Linked DNA regions of Zea mays: all the other regions are linked to region 5. The links are chromatin contacts, called in public Hi-C maps. All regions are on one chromosome and are shown on one strand. Each heading gives the region's core, a stretch centred on a gene start, on an enhancer-like site or on the middle of the called end of the contact. The rest is flanking DNA. Distances are from core to core; before and after follow the strand shown.

Region 1 (2,764 bases), core at 192-2,691, 290 kb before region 5:
GCCAAAAAAAATATTCCGGTGTGTACCTCGTCCTCACGTGACTCTCATCCAAATACTATAGAAATTATGGCCGTCCCCTTCTATCCTCCTTGTACATCCAACGAAACACATTCTTAGTAGAGGCTGTGTTTGGTTTGAGTTTAAAGTAGGATAAAACGGGACAACATCGTCTACTTGATTTTTTTGGACCACGACGCTACAAAAAAAACACTAAGGATGTGTTTGGTTTGAGGTTAAAATGGGATAAGACGATGGTGACACCGTCCACTCGATTTTTTTGGACCACGATACCACAAAAAATTGTTCCGATGTTTACCTCGCCTCCGTGTAACTCCCATCCAAACATCATAGAAGTTGATCAAGCCGGGCCAAGCCTGGAGCCTCAAGCTAGGACGAACTTTCTGAGGTTAATACGGTTTATGCACCCTACTAGCATATGGAACCTAACCTTTGGAATATGGCAGCTGCATATGTCGACGGCCTTATGTTACATTCAATATTCTGTTGAATATGTTTATGAAAGTCATGTCCTCTTGTTCACTATCTGGATTATGAGTTCATGGACGCAAGAACGAAAAAAAACTCCTCGATCGTATATTTCCGTTCTTGTTTTCCAGTATCTGTACCTGAATAGCCTGAATAGGCTGCTGATGTGTTTTCTATCCTGTGTAGAATATACCACACGATAACCTATGTTCTCTTATTAGGGTTTCCACAACATAGGCGTTGTTTGATTCACATATTTGTAATGTGATGAGTAAATGATAATATTAAACCATATTTGTTTAAATCTAACTAGAACCGGATCTTAGTAACCGGGAACTGGGAACTTAGCCACGTTCCGGGAACGTTTGTTCCGCGAACATGGGAACTATCTCGTTCCAGTAGTGTTAAATCCTAGTTTTAGTAGCGTACCGCGTACCACGTTCCTCGATCCCATCGATCTGGGAACCTGGTTACTAAGAACCGGATATCACATTAGAAACTGATAGCAACCTATTTAAATTTATTACTGCTGGTACTCGAGCGTGAATCATTACCGTTACTATTTACGTTACATTCCGTGAACCAAACAGTACCATAACTCTTTTGATCCTAGACTGGTGTCCAACGATGTGCCTGCCTACCATCGCGGTGAAGTTAGTTTGCAGCTGAAATGCACTATGGTTAATGATATCACCAACAATTTGTAATTTCGTTGCTACTGTGGTAATGATTTTTTTTTTGGAAAAACAATAAGATTGCAGCTCAAATTAATTAGCAACAGAAAGACTCTAAAGCAAAAGGATCAAATTAAAAGTGTCTAGGATCGAGGCATCTACCTAGCTGACACCTTTTGCTCAGATCATGTTATTGTTTAGTACTTCAGTTCAGTCAGGTACTCAGGTTCTCTCAAATGCCAAGTGATGCATGGAGATGCGCTGGTCTGGTCTACATGTCTAGTGTGTAGTGTGTACTCTCCTACCTTTGCATGTACGTTCCTTTCGTGTCGAGCATGCATAGTCAGCATAGAGTAGTGCGAATTGCGATGATCAGGACGCCATGCATGGGAATCAATTCATTATGGACATGGCCAAGATTGAACAGCTGCAGAGACACACCTTTTTTCGGTCCCGGTCTCATAATTTGGGCACATGCCCTCTCAGAGAAATGCTCGGAATTTGGGGAGCACAAGATTTGGGGCGCCGTAGCTATCAAGGTGTTCAAAAGTGCAATCAGCCATGTACGTTGGTGCTCCCGCTGCTCATCGCTATCTGTCTTCTTCCTCGTTGAGGTTGCCATCTCCAGAGCAGCGGACCATTCCGCGTGCAACCCCACCTCCTACGACGCGCCGATGTGATGAACCGGGAACGCACATCCAGCAGCACCATGCGCTGCAGAGCTACCTCAGGCTAGGAGCTTGTGCTCATCGCTTCCACCGGTTAGCGACGGCCCCCATCAGCTGCGAGCCTGCGACTCAGGTTGACGACGATGGCGCTCGGCTCGGCAAGGCGCGGCGCCGTGCCGGCATGGCCAAGCTGTTAAATATGCGAACATCTACTGCGGTATCCATCCATTGGTGGGACTGCAGATATCTGTGGGGTGGAAGTTGCAAATTCCTGGTGCAGATCTATGGGGAGGCAGTCGTCTGACTTGCTGCTCTCCTCCCCGGCGTTCTCCCGCGTCCCCTAGGCCCAGCTGCTCTCTTCCACGGGAGTTTATTGCTATTGTAATACCCGTAAGTAGTGGTTTCTCTACAATAATACTTATAAAATGGGGTTTTCTATAATAATATTCATAAGTGTGAAACTTCTCCAAAACGGCCATATATTTCAAGCTAGCTTATACCCGAGGCTGTGCCTGTCCGCTCCCCCGGCGAGGCTGCCGGCGAAGAGGAAGCCCTGCTCTTCGCACAATACCAGGTAAAAGTATCCTTCAAATAATAGAAAATAAGAAAACAAAATATAAATTGATGAAATACGATCGAGTGAGATAACATTTTAGATAATTTCTTAACTTGTAAGTATTATTATGTAGAAGGCCATTTTGTCAGTACTATTACAGAGAAGTCACTATATAGAGAAGTCACTGTTTACGAGAATCATAATAACAATAAACTCCTTCCACGAGGATTTAGCATTCGCGGACGTGTAAGAAAATTGGAGTAGATTGAAGGGGCTATCTCTTTTCCCAAACACATCCTAACATATGTGTGTGTTCTTATATGTGAAAACGTGGTAAATTTGGGTGCTAATGGCAAGACTCGTTATGTTTTTTTTTTCGC
Region 2 (2,899 bases), core at 32-2,531, 500 kb after region 5:
TGTGGGATAAACCTTGAACGTTGCCATGTAGGTGGTAGAGCACCTTTTCTAGATGTAGCATGGACATTAGAGTTTGTCTTGGGTATATGATGTGTACAATTGGATGCCTTACCTTCCATTTGCATAGCATAATTGTGTTCACGGTAGTGCAATGCTGCAGTATTTTTTCAGATATTTGTCAGCCTGTACACATTGCTGACTGTTCATTATCCTGAGTGTGTTCTGACTGTAGAGCTGTAGTGCAATTAATATAGACTGATCTTTCATGTGACTTCTGCGTTCGTCACTCCATCAGGCTCACATGGTATATAGTGAACATGCATGATGCACTAGCTAATCCTAAAAAAAGTTAACTGCTTTTCATGCCTTATTCGTTACTACTCGTATGCTAAAGCAATGAGCGGCAGAACTGCACTATTTTTATCCATTATTCGCAGAAAGATACTAACTGTAGCTTGCTTCCTCCCCACATTTTCTTGACAGGTATCTGATAGCTCTGCACACCACAGACTACCAACAACCTATGCTCTTCCTCAATACCCTTGCCGTCAGTGTGCTTGTGGTCGCGAAACTACCGAATATGCACAAGGTCCGGATTTTCGGAATAAATGCCGAGAACTGAGCAACGTCATCCTTCGCCAGACATTTACCCTATATGCGCTTTTCAGAACGGTTTTGTGTGTTCCCCCCCCCTTCTAGTGCCTTTAGTTGGGCTCATCAGAGCACCAGTGTTGAAAAAGTTGTTAGCAGGATGGGCCTTGGTCGCTGTATAGAGAGATGCTCGGAGGCGTGCTGTACATCTGATGTGCACGGATTCTGTACACTCTTAATGTTGCTATATATACGGTTTGTTGCAAGCATCTGTCGGTTGCTATATGTACAGTGTGGTTCTTGCAGAGCGATGTGTTTCCTCGGCTACCGTAATGCCAAGATAGCAGCAGTACAGCACTGGCTGGTGCCTGTGGACAGGCGATGATGGATTGAGGGGCAAGATTATTACAAACAGTTTTGCACGGACCGTCCGATACACATTTCTTGGCGGGAAAAACTGTTTGCTTGCCTGACATTTGGCATGAACCGACCGTACGAAGATGAACTATCAGATGAAGTCAACGGAGGTCCGTCCATCCGCCTCCATGGTAAAAGTCATCACTAAACCAGTTACCATCAGATGGCACTGCAGCTTCCTCGCAGATGAAGTCGAGCAGAGCGGCGCACGCCACGCGGGGTAAATACAGCGACATCCACTGCGCAGCATCCAAGTCGGTAATACAGCGACATCCACTGCGCAGCGTCCAAGTCGCACGCAGACACCTGCAGCAGATGGTCCGTGGACCTTGCTAGTCCGCTGGTACGGACCGCTGTTTCGGCGGCCTTGTACATACACAAAACAAAACAGTATCACGTAAAGAATCGCGTGCCGACGACGGTGAGCCTGTCCCTGTCGTCTTTTGAGCCCGGCCGGCCGCCCGCTGGCTCACGCTTCTCAGCCGTCAGCCGTCACTAGCAAATTTTTTTCCCTTGTCCGCGAGTGGGTGCGGATGACGGCTAGAACAAACTTGCCACGACCTTTCTTTACTGTACCTGGCATGCTTCCCATCAGCTGCCGTCAGCCGAGTTGGTCTACAGTGCGAGCATGAAACAATGTTTCTTTTTTGGCGAAGAGTGCGCTTCGGTGTATTTGCTGTTCTCTCTCTCTCTGAATCCAGAGTGCCAGACACAAACGCGCAACATCGTTCGCAGCATGGCTGAAACATCGATTCGAGAATATATATACTTAGCTAGAGGATCTTCAACCACAGACTGCACCGCGAGTGATGGCTCTCTGCTGACTCCAGAGGTTCCGTGATTTGTACTGTTCCAGCCAGCCATTTGTTGCCATCATATGACCGCGAACATGCTTACATGTGGAGATAAGTGGCATGCACGCGCGCCGGCACATCTTCATGCACGCCGGTCCTTCCTGATAGAAACAACACTGCCCCGCTCCGCGTCACATTAGCTTAGTACCCAGCCTTCCCGCCGAGCAATATGCATCAGACATCCTCGAACATGACACGGTGTGTCGTTTCGCTCCTTAAACTAAACAGATGGTGCTGGAACTTACCGGTCTATCTAAAACCGTCCAAAATCGGGTTTGCTCAGGCCAGATATCGACGTGTTGTGCTACATTAGAGCCACTCACTCACTCACTTGGGTCTTTAAACTTGGCATATTGTGTCCCTTTGATCCTCCAACTTTAATTAGTGCGCATTCAAACGTGGCACGCCGCGTCTGCATCCGGTTTGAGCAAACCAGGTTTTTCACGGGCCGACCAAGCTACATGGCATGTTTTCCTGGTTTCCTGAGTTCGAGGACGTGCCCAATTGATACACAGCGTGCCAAGTTCAAGGACCGCTGCTGCATTTTACTTCTTCCCGCCATATGATTGTCGTGTTCATGCATGCTTGCAATCTATTACAAGTTAATCGGGTGTCGTCCGGTTTGAGTTCTGCTATTTCTGTGTTTCAGATGCTCGCACAATTTGTTTTGCAACGAAAAGGCTCTTGTACCTCACCAATTCACCGCCATCATAAAAAAAAACTATATGTGTTTTCCACCGGTGGTCTATCTGATTTAAAAAAACTGGATAACAAATTTCAACAATCCCCACTAATGCAAGATCACTGAGAACACCAACACCAAGCCATCCAGGTCCTAGCAAAAGACAAGATTTAGTCGTCACTTGATTGGGAATCTAATCCTGGCCCTAAAATGATGCACACTTGCTACTCCCTTACTCTAGCAAATCCTTAATCTTCAACTTGAACACTTGCTAATGCTCTCCACTAGCTTCTAAATGTCCAAGGTATGTCTATCCTTGTATCTTGCCAAAGAGAGCGCAAAAAGGGCCATAACA
Region 3 (2,729 bases), core at 180-2,679, 320 kb after region 5:
CCGTAAGGGGGCTGAGAGCCGCCGTCGTCACAGAGCATGCGAGGCGCCATCATTGCCTACCTGGCGGAGCTAGCCAGATGGGACACCGATCTTGTTCCCTGCGGCCCGAGTCAGCTCGGTGTAGGGTGATGATGGCGCTTCCTGTTGACGCGGCTGGCCTGCGCCCTAGGTTGGGCGATGTGGAGGCTCCTCCGAAGCCGGGGTCGAGTCTGTCTTCCATGGCCGAGGCCGAGTCCGAGCCCCTGGGTCGAGCGAGGCGGAGGTCGTCGGCAGAGGCCAGGGCGGAGTCCGAGCCCTGGGGTCGGGCGAAGCGGAGTTCGTCGTCTTCTGGGGCTGAGCCCGAGTCCGAGCCCTGGGTCGGGCGGAGCGGAGTTCGCCGTCTTCCGGGACTTAGCCCGAGTCCGAGCCCTGGGTCGGGCGGAGCGGAGTTCGCCGTCTTCCGGGACTTAGCCCGAGTCCGAGCCCTGGGTCGGGCGGAGCGGAGTTCGCCGTCTTCCGAGACTTAGCCCGAGTCCGAGCCCTGGGTCGGGCGGAGCGGAGTTCGCCGTCTTCCGGGACCTAGCCCGAGTCCGAGCCCTGGGTCGGGCAGAGCGGAGTTCGCCGTCTTCCGGGACCTAGCCCGAGTCCGAGCCCTGGGTCGGGCGAAGCGGAGCTTCCTATGGTGCCTTTGGCAGGGCCTGACTGCCTGTCAGTCTCACTCTATCAAGTGGTACTGCAGCCGGAGTGGCGCAGGCGGCGTTGTCCTTCTGTCAGGCCGGTCAGTGGAGCGGCGAAGTGACGGCGGTCACTTCGGCTCTGCCGGGGGGCGCGCGTCAGGATAAAGGTGTCAGGCCACCTTTGCATTAAATGCTCCTGCGACTTGGTCGGTCGGTGCGGCGATTTAGTCAGGGTTGCTTCTTAGCGAAGGCAGGGCCTCGGGCGAGCCGGAGATATGTCCGCCGTTGGAGGGGGGCCTCGGGCGAGACGGAAATCCTCCGGGGTCGGCTGCCCTTGTCCGAGGCTAGGCTCGGGCGAGGCGTGATCGAGACGCTCGAATGGACTGATCCCTGACTTAATCGCACCCATCAGGCCTTTGTATCTTTATGCTGATGGGGGTTACCAGCTGAGAATTAGGAGTCTCGAGGGTACCCCTAATTATGGTCCCCGACAACTAGAATGGTCAATTCATTGGGGACCACACGCCGTGACTATATCAACCACGAGCGAAGCTACGTTGATAGTGCTGGATGCAAATGCACCCACGGAAAAATCAATTTTAATTATAGTCAGCAGATTTTTATAGTGTATGCACCCGTAGTGGGCCAAAATCATGCACCCCTAAGGCCCAGACTTCTCAACAAATGAAAAAATCATGTAGCAGCCTGGCAGCCCATCCAAATACAAAAGCCCCAATCGTGTAGCAGCCTGACATTTACCCATGCTGCCCAGCTGCGCCCTAGCTTCTTCAACCAGCGCCGTCACGATTCACCGTTCCGGCCAAGCAGCAAGTTGCTGGGGGTTCACGAAGACGAAGCAAGCTTGCAAGCAGCAAGCTGCTGCAGCCTGCAAGTCTGCGCACGGAGGCCAGAGGCTAGAGGCTGCACGCTCCCACCTCCCATGGCTCCGGTGCGTGATAGATTGAGTGCGTCCAAACCTAGCTTGAGTTGCTTCTAATTTTTTAATTAGCTTTACTTATTTTTATGTTGTTTTTCATGTATAATTGTATATGGCATATAATTGCAATTTTCATTTGATCAAATGCTAGCTAAATTGATGGAGCGTTTCTATAAAAGAAAAGCACCAGAACCAAATAGTAATGCAATTGGGGGTTCACCTAAAGGTGATATCAATTGGGAAGAGGAGATTAAATATGATCCAGGACTGAGGAAATTAATAGATGAGTACCATCCTAATCAGAGAGAGAGGGTGAGAAGAAAGTATTTGCAGAATGGACCATCGCAACCTCGCACATGCAGTTTTCCATGCTCAGAAATTGGAGGAAATCTGAGAAGATTTATTCTAGAATGGTTTGATGAGTTTGGAAGTTGGCTTGAATACAGTGAATCCAAAGACAAAGCTTATTGTTTTTGTTGCTTCTTGTTTAGAGATAAGAAAGATCCTGGATATGACGCGTTTGTTGTTACTGGTTGGAATGGCTATCATAGAAAAGAAAGGCTAAAATTACATGTGGGCAATGTTGGTAGCTTACACAACAAAGCAATGAAGAAGTGTGATGATCTATTGAAAACAAAACAACATATTAATGTTGCATTTAGAAGTCAAAGTGAAGCGGGAAAGAAGGCATATTTGACTCATCTAAATGGGTCCATTAATGTCGCTAGGATATTAGTGAAGCAAGGCTTGTCTTTTCGGGGTCATGATGAATCTGAGAAGTCTTACAACAAAGGAAATTTTAGGGAATTTCGTGATTACACAACAGAGCAAAATCCAGAATTGCGTAAGGTAACAGGTAAAAATGCATCAGCTAATAGTCTTTTAGTGGCTCCTGAAATCCAGAGGGATATTGTTAAGTGCTTTGCAAATGAAATATTGCATTCTATTCTTGAGGAACTTGGAGCTGATGTTTTTTCCTTGCTAGTTGATGAGTCTAGAGATGTTTCTTGGAAAGAACAAATGGCTATTGTTTTGCGGTATGTTGATCAATGTGGAATTGTCAAAGAGAGATTTGTTGGTTTGGTTTATGTTGCAGAAACAACATCATTTCCCTCAAGTCTTCTATTGATGTCATG
Region 4 (2,700 bases), core at 17-2,516, 420 kb before region 5:
GCTTCAGAACATCTAGATAAAATAGGGATTAGATCTATGCCAGATAAAGCTCTCACCAAATTCCTAGGCCATGTACATCTCACTAGCTCGAAGCCTCCAATTTTCAGTAGCAACAGCGATCGTCCACTCTACAGAGTTGCCGCTGCATCCTGGAGCTCAAACCCTCTCTCCACCGCGTAGTCCACGAAGCTGTATAAAGGCAGCACCCGATCGCCGTACTTATCCGAGAACCTGTCAGCCTCTGTCTTGGCCTGAGCCTTGAGCTCCTCCACAATGCCGAGCGCGCGGTCCATCCCCAGCGAACGCAGGACGCTGGCGTTGCTCCTCATCTTGCCGTTTCCCGATGCGCTCCGGATGTCGTCCACGAGCTCGTACAGGACGCCGATGGTGCGGCCGTAGCGCCGCAACGCGGCCTCCTCGTCGGGCCGGGCCCCACCGAGCATGGCGCCGCAGGCGGCGGAGCACTCGGCCATCTCGCCGAACTTCTTCGTCAGGACCTGCATGACCTCGGCCTCGCCAAGGGCGGTAGCGCCGGCCAGATCGAGGAACTGACCGGCCGCCATGCCGGTGGATCCGACCGCACGAGCGAGCTCCGCGAGGACGCGCATGAGGACGGCGTGGGGGACCGGGTCCGGGCACGGGGTGTGGGAGATGACGTGGGTGTAGGCGAGCGGGAAGAGAGCGTCGCCCGCGAGGACGGCCATGTCGGTGCCGTACGCCGCGTGCGTGGATGGGCGCCCGCGTCGCGTGGGGGCTGCGTCGAAGCAGGGCAGGTCGTCGTGCACGAGCGACGCCGCGTGGAGCATCTCCAGCGCGGCGGCGGCGGGGAGTGCGGCCGCGCGCGGGGCGCCGAGGAGCTCGCACGCGGCGACGCAGAGCACGGGGGGCGCCCGTTTGGCGGCTCCCTCCTTGCCGGCGCCCGGGAGCACCGCGTACCGCATGGCGGAGTGGATGCTCTCCGGAGGCTGCATGGGCATCGCGGCGTCGAGTTCGGACTCCACATCGGCGATCAGAGAGGTCCAATAGCGGCGCAGGTCGAATGACGCAGAGGCAGCGGGAGCGTCAGAGGACGCCCGGGCAGTGAGCAAGCGGCGGGAGTAGTTGGAGTAGGGGACCTTGGGGACGGGGAGGATGATGAAGAGGGAGGAGAGAGCCATGGCGGTGGAGAATTTGGGAGGATTGGGGTTAGATGTGGTTTGCAGCACTTGGGTGCGCGGTGACTGCGATGTCTGAGTCTGACGGATGAAAGTGGAAATGCAAACTGTGAGGACAGATTTAATATTGTAAAATGCATATGTATACAATTTTATGTTATAAAATATTATTACAAAAATAATAAAATATTGTATAAATTGCTTTATATATTATTTGCCCTTTATAATAAAAAGTTTGAAAATTTTACTGAATTTATTTCTGAATCCATACTGAATTATTTGAGAGCACATAGAATATATTTTATATTTACTTTTTTATGAATCTTTATAAACCCAATGTTAAAAAGAATAATACAAAATTTATATAGTATATTCTATCTTATTTATTCGCATTCAAAGAAAAACAACAAAAAAAACCCAATTATCCAATAAATATCATTTTCGACCGTTTTCATCTATGTCTCTAGTCATTGGATATGTTTTTCAATGGTCTTTTAAACGTGAGCGGTGAGCCAATATAAAAGTATTTTAACGTATCTCATTATAAAAGCTCGAACTTTTATATCAATGTTATTAAAAAGGTTTTGTAACATACAACAATCCGTATTTTTTTCATATATATCATTCTTGTCACATTCATAAATCTGCATAACATAACGTACCCAATTTAAAATATTAGCATATAGCACGTGTTAACGTTAGGATCTAAAAAGCGGCGACCATGACGCGAGGGAGATGTCGATGGCGGCAGAGCAAGTGAGGTGAGCGGGGTTGCGAGGGATGGGGAGGGGAGGGGAGGGGAGGCAGGGAACGATAGGGTCACGGGATATGAAGGGGATGGGGGATAATCTAAATAATATTAACCATCATATTTGAGTTAGTAAAGAAGAAGTAGGTTACAATTTGTTAGGTGAGTTTTGCAAAGTTTAAACTGGTAGATTATATAGTGGTATAGATGCACGTGAGTAGGGACCGATATCGAGCCTGCTGGACTCGTTATGGCTCGTTACTGTAATGAGCTAACTCGGCTTGGCTCATTATGGAGCTCGAGGTAGCTCATTAGGCTCGCGATCCACACAACTAAATACAAAGATCTATATATATCTCTACCACTTAAGACTATAGTGTAGGCGTTCACAGTGCACGGTTCTGCCCCCTCCCCCCCCCCCCCCCCCCCCCACTCCGACATCCTCCCCCTCTGCTCCGCTCCCCATTGCGCCCTCCTCACCCTCCCAGCTGCGATCCCCATCAACTGCAATCTCCGGAGGGGACGCGCCGGCGCCGGAGCTGCCGGGGGCAGAGCTGGCGGCCATCTTCCGGGTGCGGACCTTCTCGGCGACCCGACGTGGTCGTAGCTCCACCCACGGCCCTGCGCCGACACGGCGTGGCCGGGCCTGTCGTGCGAGCTCGCGCCCGACGACGCGCGCGTGCTCCGCGCCACCCGCCTCCACCTGGGCCCCGACGTCGCAACCCCGCCCTGCACGCCCGGGGCCAGGCTCGAGCCCGCCTCGCTGCGCGGCCCGCCGCACCTCCGTATGCTCTCCAT
Region 5 (2,700 bases), core at 122-2,621:
CCTTTGAGACCGTTCGCGATCAGCTAGCTGCACGAGTACCTTTCAAACTCTAAAGCATATTTCAAGCTTTGTGCTTCAAAATTCAACACTTTATACTTATATATTTCAAATATCTACTTTGTAGCGCACATAAAATTAATCTTGGGTCTAGTTGGGCGAGGGAATGGGTTTCGGTTCTCACCAGAATCACTAGCACTTCCAAATAGTCAAAGACGATACCGATGGTAGGTACAAACATTTCTAGTAGTAATTCCCTCTTGAATCAGCTCTAGAGTAGTTTCAAGTGATTCTATTTCCATATTTCGCATGTAATAGTAATTAGTTTTTTTTAACTTATCTTTCTTTTAGCGTAACAAGTTAAAATTGGTTGCATTTATGTTGTTATTTCCCACAAAAATAACTACAAAAAAATTGAAGTATATATATATATTTTTATATATATATATATATATATATATATATATATATATATATATATATATATATATATTAAAAAATTATTCACGATATAGTAGAATCTAGTCTAACAGTCAAACGGTTTCATGAAGCGATTCCGATTCAACATATGAAATGTTTCTTCAGAGAATTTAGAACTCAAACCTTTCAACAATAATCTGGATCAGGATCACTACTGCTTGATGTGTCCTTAATGAAAATATCAACAAAACTAGTTAGTGAATGCTCGGCCGTGTTTCAGAATCTGGATCACTACTGACACGAACGCTTTTCAGCAGCCATCTGTCATTTTCAGAACGCTTTTCAGAATCTGGATCAGGATCACTACTGACACGAACACGAACACGAGCATACATCATTTCAGCAGCCAACCGTTCCACCATCATGCCCGGCCGTGTTTCTTTGGTGCTTAATTATCCTGGACATGCCGCAGGCTCGCATTTCTAATGCACGGTGAAATGGCCCGGGAGTTGGTCACACAGTGACATGACTGAGCAAAAGAAAGCTAGTACTTCCCTGGATGTTCAGTGAACAATGTTCACGGCACTCTGACGAATGCTTTTCCCCGCCCCACCTTTCCTTCTTTAACAGCACAGCACGGCTCCATGTTCGTTTCAGGCACTGTTTGTTACAGTGGTGTTGCGGGTGATTTTGCCTGCATCTTTACTGGTATATTTCCACATTTGCACGTGATCCACGGAAATACTTCACCCCATCGTCACTCATTCGAGGACTAGCAGCTAGCTAGGGTAAATCTTCCAGCTGTTCTGCAACAGAAAGGGAAAGGTAAAGTGAAAGAGCTCCATCAGTTCATCGGTGATCTAGTAGTAGTACCCGCTGTACCAGAGAAGAGCGGTGATTGAAATTTCGGCCCAGTGGCCCACTTCACTTGCCCAGAGGCCCAGCCCAGCTTCCTTTTTCCCAATTCCCACCACTTGAGCAGAAGCTGCACAACCAAGAGCCAACAGAGCAACGCCCAGGCACACACGACACGAACCAGGCAGCTGCGGAGGGAGGAACCCTAGCGGAACAGGTGACGGCGGCGCGCTACCGGTGACGGGGGATACGGCGGCATCGTCCCCTCCTCCATCCCCGGCGCGGCGGCGCCAGCAGCCGGCCTGCAGGTACGGTCTCCAGTCTCCAGAATCCAGATTCAGAGCTTGTCCCTGTTTTCTGGTGTGCTCTGCGTATGGCTGTTGGCCTGTTGCTTCCCATGTCCATGTTTGTTTGTTTTCAGTTTTACTTTGATGCTGAAAGCCTGAAACCTTCCAGTGATTATTTGCTTCATGTTGTAGTATGGCACTATAGCTGTTAGCCTGTTGCTGCCCATGTCCATAGGCGTATCACGTATGGCTGTTTGCCTTGTTGAAAGCCTGAACCTGAAGCCATGCCCATGGGCGTGTAGTTATATATATGAAGGTTGATCGGTTCCTATAGCGAAGGGCCATGCCTGTTTCAGAACGCGATAAAGTTTACGCCGATCCATCTTCGAATGAAGAATTTAAACAAACGGGATGAGGAATACGCCTAGCGAATGAAGGACAAAACCAGGAAAGGAACCTACACAACTCGATACGATTGAAGCACACTTTTTTTTTAAAAGTTGAGCCAGACTCAATTGCTTCTGTTCCTTCTGGGGCTGGCTTGGCTTCTCGAGGGCAATGCCCACAACTAAGTAGATAAGACCTGGATGTAAATCGGAAATTTACAACTAAGTAGATAAGACCTGGATGTAAATTGGAATTTTTTTTACCTATATCAGTCAAAGCGCTATTTGAGCCTAAGCCTAGTATATGAATCTATCTGGTACACCTTTTGTAGCTCTTTCTATCTAATGGAATATGATGTGAACAAAAGCTGCCACATCCTCACTCAGTCAAGCATGTAGATTGGAAGACAGTCTAGAACCGATTTGGATTTATGGTTTACGCACAAATATCAGACAGGCCAAACATTTTTCAGGGCTTACCGGGAAGCCGGTCAGGCGTAGTACTTTTTCAGGTACATGTCATTCCAAGGATTTTACTTGATACAAATACAAAGTGAACAGAAAACCAAATTCATTCTAAACCCTGGACGATCAGGATGTCTGGTTGACCGATCAGAGCCCGGTTAATCGGGCGATCAGGAGCGATCAGCCGATCTGAAAACATTGATAATAACCCACAAAGTGGGATAACTGCTATGTGATGGCGTAACTGATCTGATATTCAATTTGCTGTGGTATTATCTAAGATAATTTAC
Region 6 (2,852 bases), core at 202-2,701, 350 kb after region 5:
CATTTTTGAACTAAATCGCGACAATACAAAATAACAGAGGGAGTAAATCATATGTCATTACGATTGTACAGCAAATTTCTAGTAAGCATATCCCTGCTGAATTGCAGTAAATAACTACCATGTTTGTCATGCAACAGTTAGATAAACGTGCATCTATGTTCTACTGCATCTTGCAGGTCTGCAGGGCCTTTTCCCCCAATATATTTGTCAAAGTTAGACAACCAATTGCAGCAAAGGAATCTATTTAACAAAGAAATATAAAATGGAAAAAGAAGATGCTGAGGAGCAGAGGGCATACACAGTCTTGAAAGCTCCCCTCCCCAAAATCAAATTATACTGCACCAAAGAAAGAGAATCACATCAATACAACTGGCAGAGTCATGTTGTTTTTTGTTGTCATTTTGCATGACCTGTTTCCATGACTGAGCATGAAAATTCAGGGCATTTCATTTTACAGATAATTGAAATCACTTTTTAGAATAATACTGTTTAAAGATACAGGATGCTTTTTTCACTAAATTGATGTATGCATGCACCATAAAAGCTTGACATGATATCATGGAGATGTCAAATCACATTCACATCGAACAAACCTAAAATGTAATGCGAATCCATGACAATGACAGGATAAAGCCAGATAGGGATGACAAGGAACTTACGCGCATGTATCGCCCAGTTGGATCTACTTCCGCGAATTCAGCATCGACCACCCCATCCCCACAACCAAACACCTCCATTCCGGATCAGCCCCGACAATCAACTGACTCTACGAGCGAGAGGGAGAGAGAGAGGAAGCAGAGAGAGAGAGGAGCCAGCGAGATCGACGGAGATATCGGCGGTCCGCCCGCGGCTCCTACGCCCTAGGCGCAGCAGCGGGGGATGAAGGGGAGGACGGGGCGGCGGGTGCCGGGCGTTCAGTGAAGGGCTCGGAGAACGGGGCGTACGACGGCCGCATGCGGAGGCAGCGTCGGCTGCGCAGCGACGACGTCGGGTTCGCCCGTCCCGCAACGCCCATGGCCCGGCACCCGGCGGAGGATACGCGGCAGATGCAGCACCTCATTCTCCCTCGATCGGCGTCCTCTCAGGGGCGTATGCGGAACCCATGGGAGGGAAATTCCCCGCGGCGGCTACTACGAACACGGGGAGGCGGTGGTGCCGCACATGAACGGAGCGGGGCCAGCCGAGACCAGGCTGGGCTAGGGTTACGACGGATTGGTGGTGCGGAGCGGAGGTCTGCACGGAGAGGAGGGGGAGGTGGTAGGCGACGGCGAATAAAGAGGTAGGTAGGTGGTGGTGGGGAGGGAAAGGTGGGAGAGAGGGAGAAATGATAGTTGGGCGCTTGGGCCTTGCGTGGGGATGTTCTGTCTGTTTGTGATTTTGGACGTAGAGTACGCAGCCTACCTTCCTTTCGCTTTTGGTTTCTCCCTACTTTTGCCGCTGTGAAACAAAACAGCAATGTGCGGACGGTTTACAATCGGGCAGATAACCTCGGACCGTTTGGTCCCGTAGTTGGCCCGTGGATTGTTTTCGGGTAAAAAACTATGCTCCATCTATTGCATCGATCGGGTCAGTTTTTTTGGATTGGTCGGATCAGATGTCCTAAGCTCAAGTCTAGTAATTCCGCATAAGGAGAGGAAGTTTTTTAGTACCTTTAGATTTATCAAGCTTGGGAATATCGGTTTTATCTTAGACCTCCTAGCAACTAAATCATTTTTCGTCCAAGCTTCAGCGGCTCCAATCTACACCTCGCTGAATTCAGGCCGGTCCGACCTTATGAAACAGATTTGGACTCAGACTTCACCTCACCGCCGACTCAAACGTTGACTTTGCCACTTTGGTTCGGACTCATACTACTATGACTCTGAAGATCGCCTTATGTTCATGGCGAACTCCGGATATCAAAATGGTTACCCCCCCCCCCCCCCCCCCCAAGACCACACCGACCATGATGCTGACTGGGCAGCCATAAGACAAAGAAACCAGGAAGAGCTATGACAACGTGACCAAGATGCTCATGACCAGATTTAGATGGTCAACTTTCATAGCTAGCAAATCTATACAACACCAACCTAAAATATTATGACCGCAAAACTCTTTCTAGACAGGCTTACATCGCTACTCCCACAGAACAATGTGTAGGCCCATAAAGACCTAAGGAAGATCAACAACATGATGATATATGCAATCATATGTTTAGAAGCCCTAGTGACTCTGGTGTTGTGTCATGAGGATGTTGAGTCCTCAAACGACCCAACTTGGATCGAACTAGAATACTCCCACAAGAGTCAGAGTCAACAGTGCGATGAATCATGGGACCTATCTCCTCACATTCATAGTCGATGGGGGGCTTGTACGCCTTCAGCGGCAAGCAAGGACAGTCTTAGATGCCTAGATCAAGGTTACAATGGATATGAAGTACAACACGAAGATTTCGACTATAATCGAGTTTATTGGGGCAAAGCTCTAGGAAACTTGACGACGACCATCTTTAAATCATTTGTGGGCCAATTGAGCCAAGTTAGTTGGCCAAAGAATTTCAAATCCGCTCCTATTGAGCCATATGTATTCTGATTCATCAGATTGGCTTGGGGTTTATCGACTATCTATCGCAACAACAGAAGGGGACTTAGCAGTCATGGCGAACTATCTGTTAATGTGTCTCGGCTTTACAATCAGAAAGCGGTTGTTTGGTCTATCGACAAATTCTATTGATTCATGGGAAGATTTGAAATGTTAGATTCACTAGTATAGAAACTTTAGTAGATGCGGACAAAAACTATTATAGGAGGTGAGCATTGCAACCGCCTCCGACGTTAGGCCTCTATTAATCATTGATTAACGGAGGTGGTTAC

The links. Hi-C and Micro-C count contacts between places; a contact is called where the count stands out from the background.
Region 1: a Hi-C map of tassel shows a contact between it and region 5, with 3 times the contacts expected there. The contact joins the enhancer-like site here to the promoter of LOC100304027 in region 5. A contact is called at or near these places in 3 of 25 Hi-C or Micro-C datasets (ear, leaf and tassel).
Region 2: a contact with region 5 is called in a Hi-C map of bundle sheath, with 3 times the contacts expected there. The contact joins the enhancer-like site here to the promoter of LOC100304027 in region 5. A contact is called at or near these places in 3 of 25 Hi-C or Micro-C datasets (bundle sheath, leaf and tassel).
Region 3: a Hi-C map of tassel shows a contact between it and region 5, with 3 times the contacts expected there. The contact joins the promoter of LOC103653902 here to the promoter of LOC100304027 in region 5. A contact is called at or near these places in 2 of 25 Hi-C or Micro-C datasets (leaf and tassel).
Region 4: a Hi-C map of tassel shows a contact between it and region 5, with 4 times the contacts expected there. The contact joins the promoter of LOC103653897 here to the promoter of LOC100304027 in region 5. A contact is called at or near these places in 5 of 25 Hi-C or Micro-C datasets (bundle sheath, ear, endosperm and 2 more).
Region 6: a contact with region 5 is called in a Hi-C map of tassel, with 2.8 times the contacts expected there. The contact joins the promoter of LOC103653903 here to the promoter of LOC100304027 in region 5. A contact is called at or near these places in 4 of 25 Hi-C or Micro-C datasets (bundle sheath, ear, leaf and 1 more).

The regions. Positions count from the first base shown.
Region 1 is chr4:159,536,575-159,539,338 of Zm-B73-REFERENCE-NAM-5.0, forward strand. No RefSeq gene overlaps it. Among protein-coding and RNA genes, the nearest start is that of MIR394b, 4.4 kb to the left of the region's middle. Within about 2 kb of position 1,442, at least 5 of the 20 cell types and tissues checked have an H3K27ac peak or open chromatin away from gene starts, as enhancers often do. A contact at or near this core is called in ear and tassel, where this site is marked.
Region 2 is chr4:160,327,125-160,330,023 of Zm-B73-REFERENCE-NAM-5.0, forward strand. LOC100274524 reads left to right here. Exons shown (of 4, transcript NM_001148881.1): 4 at 484-895. Among protein-coding and RNA genes, the nearest start is that of LOC100274524, 12 kb to the left of the region's middle. Within about 2 kb of position 1,282, at least 18 of the 20 cell types and tissues checked have an H3K27ac peak or open chromatin away from gene starts, as enhancers often do. A contact at or near this core is called in bundle sheath, leaf and tassel, where this site is marked.
Region 3 is chr4:160,154,391-160,157,119 of Zm-B73-REFERENCE-NAM-5.0, forward strand. It overlaps LOC103653902 (zinc finger MYM-type protein 1-like), which reads left to right and starts at 1,430. Exons shown (of 2, transcript XM_020551894.2): 1 at 1,430-1,605; 2 at 1,745-2,729. The coding sequence starts at 1,753.
Region 4 is chr4:159,414,021-159,416,720 of Zm-B73-REFERENCE-NAM-5.0, forward strand. LOC103653897 (heterodimeric geranylgeranyl pyrophosphate synthase small subunit, chloroplastic) reads right to left here and starts at 1,267. Exons shown (of 1, transcript XM_008680705.4): 1 at 1-1,267. The coding sequence starts at 1,157. The coding sequence ends at 129.
Region 5 is chr4:159,829,704-159,832,403 of Zm-B73-REFERENCE-NAM-5.0, forward strand. LOC100304027 (60S ribosomal protein L6, mitochondrial-like) reads left to right here and starts at 1,372. Exons shown (of 2, transcript NM_001165551.2): 1 at 1,372-1,580.
Region 6 is chr4:160,184,293-160,187,144 of Zm-B73-REFERENCE-NAM-5.0, forward strand. LOC103653903 (probable serine/threonine-protein kinase WNK4) reads right to left here and starts at 1,452. Exons shown (of 7, transcript XM_020552652.2): 1 at 660-1,452; 2 at 299-336. The coding sequence starts at 737.